Linked DNA regions of Arabidopsis thaliana: all the other regions are linked to region 3. A link is a contact called in public capture Hi-C and targeted proximity ligation data. All regions are on one chromosome and are shown on one strand. The core of a region is the stretch at or near the end of the contact, and the rest is flanking DNA. Distances in the headings are between cores, read along the strand shown. Region 1 holds the start of AT1G41880 (Ribosomal protein L35Ae family protein). Region 2 holds the start of SKS6 (SKU5-similar 6). Region 3 holds the start of PMI1 (plastid movement impaired1).

What was found. Capture Hi-C pulls out chosen DNA fragments and counts their contacts.
Region 1: a targeted proximity ligation map of shoot shows a contact between it and region 3, with 10 read pairs. A contact is called at or near these places in 2 of 2 datasets of targeted methods (seedling and shoot) and 3 of 3 other capture datasets (root, seedling and shoot).
Region 2: a capture Hi-C map of shoot shows a contact between it and region 3, with 5 times the contacts expected there. A contact is called at or near these places in 1 of 2 datasets of targeted methods (shoot) and 2 of 3 other capture datasets (root and shoot).

Annotation. Positions count from the first base shown.
Region 1 is chr1:15,650,861-15,655,413 of TAIR10.1, forward strand. It overlaps AT1G41880 (Ribosomal protein L35Ae family protein), which reads right to left and starts at 1,682. Exons shown (of 5, transcript NM_001333198.1): 1 at 1,539-1,682; 2 at 1,392-1,427; 3 at 854-1,082; 4 at 553-766; 5 at 1-443. The coding sequence starts at 1,567. The coding sequence ends at 725. It also overlaps the pseudogene AT1G41890.
Region 2 is chr1:15,606,109-15,610,246 of TAIR10.1, forward strand. SKS6 (SKU5-similar 6) reads right to left here and starts at 1,858. Exons shown (of 8, transcript NM_103408.3): 1 at 1,551-1,858; 2 at 1,117-1,226. The coding sequence starts at 1,694.
Region 3 is chr1:15,973,950-15,978,542 of TAIR10.1, forward strand. PMI1 (plastid movement impaired1) reads left to right here and starts at 2,856. Exons shown (of 2, transcript NM_103439.7): 1 at 2,856-4,593. The coding sequence starts at 3,182. GLR3.3 (glutamate receptor 3.3) reads left to right here. Exons shown (of 7, transcript NM_103438.3): 3 at 1-1,235; 4 at 1,313-1,590; 5 at 1,683-1,714; 6 at 1,796-2,202; 7 at 2,275-2,864. The coding sequence ends at 2,754.

The sequences.
Region 1 (4,553 bases), core at 432-2,931, 320 kb before region 3:
CTGAGGCGGTTGAAGCCATCACTTTCCATTATTAAGTCACTTTCTAGATCTGCCCCATTATACTAAAGCATCTCGATATCTCTTTTACTTGTTCTTGTTAGAATTCACATTTTGATATTGCCTTGCTGAAATTGAGAAAATTGCAGAAGCCAAAAGAGAAAAAATAGAGAAACAAAAGGAGCACGAATCTATCAAAGTGGAAAAAATAAGTGAGAAGCTACTTGCAACTCCAAATGCCTATCCACCCAATAAATAAGGAAATGACTGGGATCATAGGTTTTCTGAAGTTCCATTAATATTATCTCAAGAAGAAAAATGTTTTACTTCGTCTAAAGATAAAATCAAAACCAACAGAGAGTTTAGAACAAAAGTGAATAGATAAACTACAGCTCCTGAGAAATGATAATGGCGATTCCTTCCGATACTTCTTGAAATCTATCCTCCTGCATTAGGAAATCGAATCAGGATCCATGTTCACTAAAGTATATATATCATGGACAATCTATTATACTTAAAGGATTAATCTAATTGCTCTTAATTACAATGCACAACCTTTCAAATAGATATAGCCTTGTTGACATGGTTTCTCCATTAGAGAAGCAAAATGAAACAACTAATCTTAAATATCAAGTTACAGAATCAGTGTTGTTCAATTCTACTGAAATGAATGCAATAAACGGGACTATTGGATCAAAAGTAAAACTGAAATGAGTTTGTTGTTACCTCATATGTTGCTAGGGTACATGAAGACTCTGACTCTAGCTCCCTGAGATTAAACACAGCAGATCAAAAATGATTAGTCTGGAGGAAAAAATCCAATTAACCATGATTATGTTTCAAGAAGATAAAGTACCATTGACTTGGGTGGTAGGTTTGAAGTGAACTTAGAACGGACAACACCGCTGTTACCATGAGGCCTAGTGACTTTGCCCCAAATGCAACGGTAGTGAGAACCGTTCTTCTTTGTCTTTGCCTTGTAGATGTAAGCCAAACGCTTACCCTTGTACCAATTGACCTCCTCTTGAGTGTTCACACCTTCAATCTGGATGAGAGAAGTGTTGGGATATTGGTTCGACTTGGACCTGAAACATTACTTAATCGTTAGTAATCAATCTTTATTCTGCTTTCTATAAGCAATCAAACTATCAACCAACTGCTTAAAAGCTAATCTTAAAGGAAGCAATAGCAAAAATGCATCATTTTGCACAACCATTAATCAGAAACAATGGAGTAACATTACAAATATGAGAGCATTATCATTGAAATCTATCAGTTGTGGCAAAGTTACAAACTTTCATCGAGACCTTATGTTGATATCCAAAAACGATAGGTGAATATTCAAATCCAAATAACTTAAGAACATACAGAGAAAGACTGAAAATTGAAAGTACCTCTTGTAGCCGAGGACTGTTCCACGAACATACAATCTGCATAACAGCAACACAAAGATTTCATCAGATTAAAGTGAACCAGTAACGAACAAATTCAAATCGGAGATTCAGCTGAGAAAAAGAGAGCACAATCAAAACCCTAATTACCTAACTCTCTCTCCTTGACGTCCCTTCATTTTCAATCCTTGTAACTCTCGTCTTCCTCTTCTTACTCTCTTTTATGCCGCCGAGCGAATTCACAGAGAAAAACCCTAGTTTTCGCTATTAGGTCAAGACTTTATATGGATTCATAAATAAGCTCAGCAACAAAACTCTATTGGGCTTATATGTGGCTATCTCAAACAAGTTGGCCCAAACTTTAATACGGCTTGGCCCAAATATGGCTTTGCATAAGAAAATGATTATTTATTTTCTTAATCAATATGGCTTTGCTTAAGAATATGACTTCACTTTACTTTGTTTCTTCTATTTGTCTCTTGAATTGTTTTGTTAAAAGTAAAAATTTGTGTTGAACAGAAAAATTTTTATATATAATGTTATAAAAAATTTATGTCATTTGAAATAATAAAAGTAACAACAAAAGGATTACAATTTTTTTCTTCTTGGTATAATTTTTACATCGTTAACAATGTCGAAGACATTTTAATCAAACATCAGCAAAAACATGGAAGTTCTTGGGAGTCCACAGAGATGAGTCTAACAGCAGCAATAGCAGCAGCAAGAGACATTAATCCAAAGAAGCAAACATTAAGCCAATGCCAAAGCTTTTGCACAAGACTAAGCTTATCGTTCATAGCAACAAGATACATGTGATTCGCTAATATGAATGTGAGAGGGAACGTGCTTATTGCTCCAGTGAGGCTCATGAAATCTCCGAGAAACGGTAAAAGAGCCGAGAGAAGAGTGCTCACCGCGATGTAGCTTCCTCTTGCTACTGTTCTAAACAACAGATTTTTTATTCCTAATGGTCTTCATTTGACTCCATACTTTGTGTCCATATACTCATAAGTCGGACTTGCAAAAATTTACGTAAGAAAAACACAAGAATTTAAACGGTTAAGGTTAGGATTAAGACACAAAGACTCATCATTGAGGTCTAGATAGAGACTTACATGTAAAGAGATAACAGATTGGAGAAAAGCTGAAATATTAGCGAGTGCTTTGACCCAAAGAGGTCCACTGACGCTATTAAACAGATAAGTCGATGTCGAGGACCCGTAAGCCCAATATCCGATGAATGTAACCGCATACATCGGTAAAACACCAACAGTGAACTGAAAATACAGAGCTTTCATCATGTTTTTAACGACCGGTTGCTTCACTGTCGCCTAATCATTTGCACAAAAGATTAGTGTAAGTCACAAAACAGAGAAATATTTGATTGACCATAAATAGATCGATGAGACTTGCCTGTATTTCCGGTAGCATTCCCGTGTTGAATGCAAACTGCTCCTGTTATGGTTAAGAGTTTGTTTATTGATGATCCTTGTATGTTGTAATCTCTTTCAGGCTTGTTTACTCCTATTGAACCAAAAACAAAATGGCGAGTAGTTTTTTTGTGGTTATTTGAAATCATTTTCGAGGTTTGATTTAACATGAAAGTTTACCATCTTTAGCTGCTAGAACTATTGCAACAATAATGTAGATTATGCTAAGGATTGTTGAAACTCCTAGCCAGATTCCAAGAGCTGATAAATGAGGAATACCGATGGCCAAAATCGCACATACAACACCCGCGATGGCGATAAAGTGAGGCAGTTTCATGAGACAATTATCTCTAAAAAGTACATAAACAGCCTGCACACAATGCAAAAGCAGAGCCATATGAGCTAATTTTCGGATTTTCGCAACAAAACGGTTTGTTTCGGTTGTTGTACCTTTAAGGTCGAACCAGCAAGTAAGATGAAGGCACAATTAATCATGAAAAGATAGACATATTGCAATCCCCATGTAACACGATACATCTTTTTACCTGAATCAATCAAGCAAATACAATTCTAGTTAAGTGTGTTTTTTGATATTGCGAGAGAGTGATGGAGAATTTACCATAGATGAAGCCTGCGAGATCTCTATAACGAATGTGTCTTTTGCCACCAAACTCATGAAGCTTGGCGATAAGAGTTGATAATAGGTTTTTGAGATCAATTAATCCTAAAACACTAATCCTGTCGTTGTAATATTTTAGGTGTCAATCCAAATGGGTGTGATGCAGACATATGAGATATGATCAGAAGTTGCTAAGTCAAGCCAAGCAGAATTTGGTTGGTTTTCTAACAGTCCTAGTGTTGATGCAGAAAACAGTAAAAAGTCACAGAAATGACTGATATACTCGATCGCAGGATCGACTGCCAGAAGGGACCCTGTGATCGAGTACAACAGGATGACAAAGAGTGAAAATGCAGAAATAGACCACTTTACTCTATCACGCAGTCTCACTGTTAGTAGACTGGTGTGATCGAGTAGAATGGTTGAAAACAGAAAAATACTAAAATTCAATGGCAAGTGAATGAAGCAGGTAAGTAAACAGAGAAATCATATGGATGAGAAACTCCTAAGGATGGGGTTATCGAATAGTGTGGTCTCCGTAATCAATTCAGTTGGTTAACAAATCTCAATTAAGCTATCCCTAGACAACAGGTTCAACAACAGATTAATTCACTCCCGTGATATAAATCCTCAAGCATAGCTAGACACTGACCTAATTTCCATTAGCGATCTCTAACTAAGCAGACAATAAGAATCGACTGTTAAAGCCAATAACCGCTCTAAACGGCCAATCCCTTGGGATAGAGACGATTATCACTGGAATTAGTAGATCCAACGTTCCATTAAACGCCTTCTGAGTGCTGGAACGTCTGGGATCGGATTCCTGTTGATCAGAAAGGAATAAGCAGTAAACACAATTAATCCAGAAGGGATTCAATAAATATACACTTAACCAACAGATTCGACGAGGGGTTCCACAACTACTCTATCCCATCCTCAGAAATCTTAATCACTACTCAGACAACATGCTTAAAGACAATAACATAGAAACGATTGAAGATTGCATACTAAAAATATTAAAGGGAATGAAACAAAGATGAACAAGCAAATGAAAGCAAAATCTGAATAACTTAGAAGAAAAATCGAAATACAAAGTTGCAGGAATGAAAAACGGCT
Region 2 (4,138 bases), core at 608-3,107, 370 kb before region 3:
CGTGGCAAAATGTGGAGAGCAATATTATTCTGTTATCATTGTTGTTTCATCATAAAATCGTACTATTATTTTTTAAAAAAAGGAAAATATATACATATTATTGTCGCTAATGTTTAGGAATGGACAGAAAACAAATATTTTAAAAATTAATGATTTTAATTATTCGATTTTTTTAATTAAATAATTGATTTTCTTATTTATTTTAATTAATAAATTTTTAAATATCTAAATATTTAAATATTTAAAAAATTTTATAATATTTACAGATATCTACTTTGATAAATTTATATATATCTATATTAGTAATATCAAAAACATATAACATAGTAATATGTATTAGTATCATTATTACTTGATGTCACTATCTTTTTTGTTAAAGTAGAATGCATACTATTGAAAAAATAAAGAATTGATTGCCACCCGATTAATGGCAAAACCCAGTCTCACTATTAGTTATCTTTGATTAGTCTTTCTTAGGAAACTGTTTTAATACTCCTACTAGATTTTCGGTAATTGTTTATAGACGTATGCCACATACGTCATTATGGACCATTTCAAGTTGCCCCAAGTCTACATTTATAACATTCACATGCTTTGCTTTCGTAATAGTGCGCATTTCCACAAATATTTATTTACGTTATCAGCCGTAAAAGTTTTTTTTTTATCTTTTAATTTTTGTCAGCAAAAGCAAAAACAAAACTGTTTTCAGGCATTTTAAAGACTTTTCTTTGCTAGATGAGCCTTTAATTTTTCCATTTCAGTTTTACATACATAAATTTTCTATCCGTGATTTTCGTGATCTAACAATCTAGATTACAAAGTAAATATCTGATTCCTACAGTTGACATATTAGTACACATGGTCTTAGTGAATCGGAGATGATAGTAGATAATAATATCTAATGGAGGAAATGAAGATCTTTTATTTGGTTTAGGTTCTTCAAAATAAAAACAATTTAAACAAAAAATGGATAAAAACAAAAAAAATAAAGGTATTTTCTTATTCAAGTTAAAAAAAAAAAAAACTATTCAACTTCGACAAGTCAACAACATATAACCACAGAAGGCAAAGAGGACAAAGTAAGTAGTTCCAAATAACGAAAAAAAGAGATGTTACCATGAGATTAAGAAAGGCTCGTCTAAGCTGTTGTGTACGTTAATGATGAGATTGTCGTTTGTCACACTGTGAATGTCTGGTCCCGGAAATTGCCCATTAATCAATATTCCCTATTTTTCATATACCAATAATATAAAAAAACAATTAGCATCATCGATTAATTCAGTTCACCGGATCTAACCTTCATTGTCACAATATAAAAAAGAGTAACTTATTTTATAAAGTATTGATCTGCACATTTTAAACCAATCATTACACAAATGATACACTTTAAGGAACAAAAATCATCTCGAAGATACATTTTTTTTTCACAAGTAAAGAAGTAATATGCAGTCTATACGTAAAGAGTTAAACAAAGAGTTCTTTTTTTTTTTTTGTAACATCAAGTTACTAACATGAAATGAAATGTGAGTGGAGTAGAGAAAATGAAAAACCTGCTGACGAACACCGAGTGGGTAAATGTCGCCGTATGTTACATTCCAGTCAAAGAATCGGTATGGACTCTCCGCGGTTACCGCGGCGAAGAATGATAGGCAGAACAATAGGATGGTGCCTCCGGATCTGCCCACCGCCATCATTTTTAATGAACGACGGCGTTTCTTGTGGAGAGAGAGAAAAAAAAATAGAGGGAGAATGTAAGTGTGAGGAAGAGAGAGAGTGAGTGATATGAATAGACACACACTTAGTTATGTAAATTTAAGTGCGTCGAGGGAGAGACGAGTGGAGTTCATAGACTTGGCCCCAACAAAAAAAAAATAGTAGTATAAATATTTGAGTATTTAAATACATTGATACAAGTTAAAAAAAAATTACTGCGTTGACTTAAATTGTGAAGAATAATTTGAATTCTTATTTTTTCAAGAAAATAATCTAATTAATCGAAGTAATATTAGTTAATTTCGTCGTAAAACCGCATTGACTGTTTTCACAACCATCGTTCAGATTTTTGGTATTTAATTTTTGTAATTTAGCAGTTTTTTTGTATTACCAAACTTTCTTTCATCTTATAATTAGGAAATCAAACTTTGTTACCCTGTTCTACGTGTTTTCTTGATTTGAATAAATTTCCTTTTCATCTTATAGTTAGTGAGCAATTTGAGTAGGTAAGTGGTTTGAACTTTAAATTACAAATTAAAATTATTGATGTTTTTCATTATAAACACGGACTGTTATTAATGCTACAAGGGTGTCTAAGAGTAAAAAGAAAGGACAAATGGCTACAACATTATTATCAAAAGTATAAAAACTTTTCCAACATTAATCACCCAAAAAAATAAAATTAAACAGTGTTAATTTTCTTACTAATCTTTTTTTATTGTAATCAGGTTTTATTTACAGCTTAAAAAAGCCAATTTTGAAAAATATTATTTACATAATTGATATGAAATAAATTTTGTTACTAATCAGAAACAAAAGAGTTAAGAGAATAAAAAAATAAAAAGTATATAATTACTATCACTTATTTCATCTGTTTCATATTAAACATCGTAGTAAATTTATTATTTTTGTAATTTTACCTTTTTGATTATGTACGTATTTTCTAACAAAAAAGTATATGTACGAATTTTCTGTCGATATTTCTTACGGCTAAAACTTTCTTAGCAATTTATATTTGCCAAATCTAATCTTAAACAATCTGTTTTATTTTAAGAAAAAATTAGTGTCGGTGGAAATTGGTGAGCTTCCGGGTGGATCTGTTTCCCATGTGGTTTCGTTGGCTGCTTTTATTTCTTCATATGTAGGCTTGTTTTGTTTGACGTCCTCGTGTTACTTGATCTATTTATTTAAAAATATTCTATAAATTAAAGTCAAGACCAAAAAATTTCGTTTATTATTCTGTGAAAATTATTTTTTAAAGTTGAGAGCATTAGTTACTAGTCGGTGGATTTAAATGGTTTGAGTCTCGTGAATTTGAGCATGTGCTTTCTACATAGGTTAAATACATATCTGCATTGTTATTAAAATAACGGTGACTTAATTTCTACTCCGTGAAGGGCAACTAACCAGAATCAAATCTGTCTAAACACATAGTAATATTTATAGGTATTGTTAATGGAGTGATCCAATTTTACTGGTTTACCGTGATGTCGACTTGGTTTAGTTGGTTTAATATTCGTTCAGTGATTAACGTCGGTTGAAGTCAAAAGAAGCAAGAGGACTTGGTTTGGTGAAATCATATCTGGAAAATAATTAAAAGACTCTGCTACGTTTAAAGGGTTTGCTTATCTTTTGTGTCGATATATATTCTCATTCTAATTTTCTCTTTTCTTGTATCTGAAATCTTTTGTCTTTCGTTGCAATCCTCTTACGATTTCCTTTTATTTGTAGTTGTAACCTAAATGTATTGATATATCAAACTAATATATTCACATGAAATAACACAATATGTAAGCTTTAAACACTCTATCTTCAAATTTACGAATTTTTATTTTAGAGAAATATATTTTTTGCTTAACCCTTTAACAAAAAAAAAGAAATATAATTTGTGCTTATTCTTTTTTATCAAAACAGTGTCGTTTATAGCCCGTCAAAACAAAGTTGTTTTTATTCGATGACATTATATTTTACAACTCTATATATTTCAATAGTACATTTTATCTCCAAATATAACACAATATATATATATCACTCGCAATAAAATTATCTCGCTTAATTACAAATTTACTACTCTCTTCTTTTTTGGTCAAATTTGAACCAAAATTTTATTATTTATCTAAGTCTAACTAATCCATATATTTATTGTAATCGCTCGCTACAACAACATCTCGTACGTTATATATTTGATTATCTTTTTACCATGCTATTACAGTTTATATATTCGTGATGTGTAGCTTGAGACACAGTGAATGTTGACAAATTCAACTTAGAAAAGAGGTTATTTTGAATAATAATTTCTCATTTCAAAAATTAGCCTACGTTTCAATTGAAGAAAAATAGTAGATTAGGTATTTTTTGTTTATTGCGGCGCATACCTGATATCATGGTTATAAGAACAAAATAAGTAATTTGTCTATAAAAATCG
Region 3 (4,593 bases), core at 1,606-4,105:
CTGTAACCGATCCCGTAATGTCGCCGTTACAGTTTCCGTATTTCATTAGGACTACTCAGAGTGATTTATATCAAATGGATGCAATAGCATCCATTGTAGATTTTTATGGTTGGAAAGAAGTTATTGCTGTGTTTGTTGATGATGATTTCGGTAGGAACGGTGTTGCTGCGTTGAACGATAAGCTTGCGAGTAGGAGATTGAGAATTACTTATAAGGCGGGTTTACATCCTGACACGGCTGTTAATAAGAATGAGATCATGAACATGCTGATAAAGATCATGTTGCTTCAACCGAGGATTGTTGTGATACATGTTTATTCGGAGTTGGGGTTCGCGGTTTTTAAGGAGGCTAAGTATCTTGGAATGATGGGAAATGGATATGTTTGGATCGCTACGGATTGGCTCTCTACGAATCTTGACTCTTCTTCGCCGTTACCCGCTGAGAGGTTGGAAACTATTCAAGGTGTTCTTGTTCTGCGTCCACACACGCCGGATTCGGATTTTAAACGGGAGTTTTTCAAGAGGTGGCGTAAGATGTCTGGTGCTTCTTTGGCTCTTAATACATATGGACTCTATGCTTATGATTCTGTTATGTTGTTAGCCCGGGGTTTAGATAAGTTCTTTAAAGACGGTGGGAATATATCGTTTTCGAATCACTCAATGCTCAATACGTTGGGAAAAAGCGGAAATCTCAACTTAGAGGCTATGACTGTCTTTGATGGTGGAGAAGCACTGCTTAAAGATATCCTCGGAACGCGTATGGTTGGTTTAACGGGACAGCTTCAGTTCACTCCAGACAGGTCTCGGACCCGTCCAGCTTACGATATTATCAATGTGGCGGGAACCGGTGTTCGTCAAATAGGCTACTGGTCAAATCATTCTGGTTTATCAACTGTATTACCTGAGTTACTCTACACAAAGGAGAAACCAAATATGTCAACAAGTCCGAAACTAAAGCATGTCATTTGGCCGGGAGAAACGTTTACGAAACCTCGCGGATGGGTTTTCTCTAACAATGGGAAAGAACTCAAGATTGGCGTGCCTCTTCGCGTTAGTTACAAGGAGTTTGTATCACAAATTCGCGGAACCGAGAACATGTTCAAAGGGTTTTGCATTGATGTCTTCACGGCTGCAGTGAATCTTTTACCGTACGCAGTTCCTGTCAAGTTTATTCCTTATGGAAATGGAAAGGAGAATCCGAGCTACACGCATATGGTTGAGATGATAACAACTGGTGTGAGTGCTTATTACATTCTTTTTCATAGAAGTTACTTTTACCATTTCTACTTACTGTAAAAATGGATTTACTGCAGAATTTTGATGGGGTAGTAGGTGATGTTGCCATTGTAACAAACCGGACAAAGATTGTAGATTTCACACAACCATATGCAGCATCAGGACTAGTTGTAGTTGCACCTTTTAAAAAACTGAATTCAGGAGCCTGGGCTTTTCTTCGACCTTTCAACCGTCTTATGTGGGCTGTCACGGGTTGTTGCTTTCTCTTTGTTGGCATTGTTGTTTGGATCTTGGAACATAGGACTAACGATGAATTCAGAGGCCCACCTAAGAGACAATGTGTCACAATTCTCTGGTCAGTTTACTATATATTTCAGAGAAGTAGCTTAGAGACAACTGCTTGTTATCTTTTGGCTGATCCATTTATTGTTTGTTTGATATCTGCAGGTTTAGCTTCTCGACCATGTTTTTCGCGCATAGTATGTCGAAAGAAAACTTACTGTGCCACTGGTTATTGTTTGGCTTTTGACTGATATGACTCTTTCCCTTGGTTTTGACAGGAGAGAACACAGTTAGTACACTTGGACGGTTGGTTCTGATCATATGGCTATTCGTTGTACTAATCATCAACTCGAGCTACACGGCTAGTCTGACATCGATATTGACGGTTCAGCAGCTCTCTTCACCCATCAAGGGAATTGAAAGCCTTAGAGAAAGAGATGATCCAATAGGGTACCAGGTTGGTTCATTTGCAGAGAGTTATTTGAGGAACGAACTCAACATATCAGAGTCACGCCTAGTCCCACTTGGAACACCTGAAGCCTATGCTAAGGCATTAAAAGATGGACCAAGCAAAGGAGGCGTTGCCGCGATTGTTGACGAACGTCCTTATGTCGAACTCTTCCTCTCCAGCAACTGCGCTTATAGAATCGTTGGTCAAGAGTTCACCAAAAGTGGCTGGGGATTTGTAAGTATAAAGATATTGTCACCATTTGGTTTGGTTAGATTCTGTTACTTATGTATAAATGGTTTTACGTAGGCCTTTCCTAGAGACTCTCCTCTAGCAATAGATCTATCAACAGCGATCTTAGAGCTAGCAGAGAACGGAGATTTGCAAAGGATCCACGACAAATGGCTAATGAAGAACGCATGCACTCTAGAGAACGCGGAGCTCGAATCAGACAGGCTTCATCTAAAAAGCTTTTGGGGACTATTTCTCATATGCGGCGTCGCGTGCCTCCTCGCTCTCTTCCTATACTTTGTTCAGATCATCCGTCAGCTCTATAAAAAGCCAACCGATGATGCCATTGCAAGAGATCAACAGCAGAATCATGACTCTTCCTCCATGCGCTCCACTCGTTTGCAAAGATTCTTGTCTCTCATGGATGAGAAAGAAGAGTCCAAGCACGAAAGCAAGAAGAGAAAGATCGATGGTTCAATGAACGATACATCGGGATCAACACGATCACGAGGTTTCGATAGAGAAAGAAGCTTCAATTCGGTAAATCCATTAGACTGAAACTGTAGTTACAGAGACATATACAATTATTTTTGAACTGATTACAGAGAAAAATTTAATTTTTTTCTTAGACATTTATTATAGTATAGTATATAGTATTTATATTTCACAAAACTCTAACAACCACAAACACAAGGTTAGAGAACTAACGATTCTAAAACGTTGAACGAAACCATACCGTGACAATAAATTAGTTGGGACCATAAAGGTTGGTGTCTCTTTCAGAGTTGAGAGAAGGCCACGACATTCTAAATCCTGATCCAATCGCTTCACCAACTAATAAATTTTCTCAATTTTGGACAGACAAAACAATGAAACCTATCGATAATAATAACCACACAAACCCCAAATAAACCCTCAGCTTCCTTATCCCTTCTTCTGGGGACCAAAAAAAACACAGAAGAGCTTCTTCTTCTTCTTCTTCTACATGGCAGGAGAATATTCCGGTAGCCGGAGTTCTAACACACAGCTTCTCGCGGAACTTGAAGCTCTAAGTGAAAACCTTTACCAGAAACCTCAGGTTTCAGTTGGAAACAGGAGAACAAACTCTCTCGCTCTCCCTCGGAGTTCTGTTCCGTCGCTTGTTACCTCTGCTGATGAAGTGAGTACAGCACGAGCTGAGGATTTGACAGTATCGAAGCCGCGGGCTCGGCGTTTATCGCTGTCTCCGTGGCGGTCGAGACCGAAACTTGAGGTAGAGGAGGAAGAGAATGTTACTCAGAGCAACAGGATTGTCAAGAAACCAGAGGAGTCGTCATCGGGTTCGGGTGTGAAGGAAGAGAAGAAAGGGATTTGGAATTGGAAGCCGATTCGAGGGCTGGTTCGGATTGGTATGCAGAAGCTAAGCTGTTTGTTATCAGTGGAGGTTGTGGCGGCGCAGAATCTTCCAGCGTCGATGAATGGTTTACGCCTTGGAGTTTGCGTGAGGAAGAAGGAAACTAAAGACGGTGCTGTTCAGACGATGCCGTGTAGGGTTTCTCAGGGTTCTGCTGATTTTGAGGAGACCTTGTTTATCAAGTGCCATGTGTATTACTCACCGGCGAACGGTAAAGGTAGTCCAGCGAAGTTTGAGGCTCGTCCGTTTTTGTTTTATCTTTTCGCCGTGGATGCCAAGGAACTGGAGTTTGGAAGGCATGTGGTGGATTTGAGTGAGTTGATTCAGGAGTCGGTAGAGAAGATGAATTACGAAGGAGCTAGGGTTAGGCAATGGGATATGAATTGGGGACTTTCAGGGAAGGCTAAAGGGGGTGAATTGGCTTTGAAATTAGGGTTTCAGATTATGGAGAAAGACGGTGGAGCTGGGATTTACAGTAAACAAGGCGAATTCGGGATGAAACCGAGTAGTAAACCTAAGAATTTCGCTAATTCCTTCGGTCGAAAGCAATCGAAGACGTCGTTTAGTGTTCCGAGCCCTAAAATGACGAGCCGGAGCGAGGCGTGGACGCCAGCGAGTGGTGTGGAGTCAGTTTCGGATTTTCACGGGATGGAGCATTTGAATCTGGATGAACCTGAGGAGAAACCCGAGGAGAAACCGGTTCAGAAAAACGACAAACCGGAACAGAGAGCTGAAGATGATCAAGAGGAACCAGATTTTGAAGTTGTGGATAAAGGAGTTGAGTTTGATGATGACTTGGAAACTGAGAAATCTGATGGAACCATAGGTGAAAGATCTGTTGAGATGAAGGAACAACATGTTAATGTTGATGATCCACGGCACATAATGAGACTCACCGAGCTTGATTCAATTGCAAAGCAGATCAAAGCGCTTGAATCGATGATGAAAGACGAGAGTGATGGAGGTGATGGTGAAACAGAGTCACAAAGGCTAGATGAAGAGGA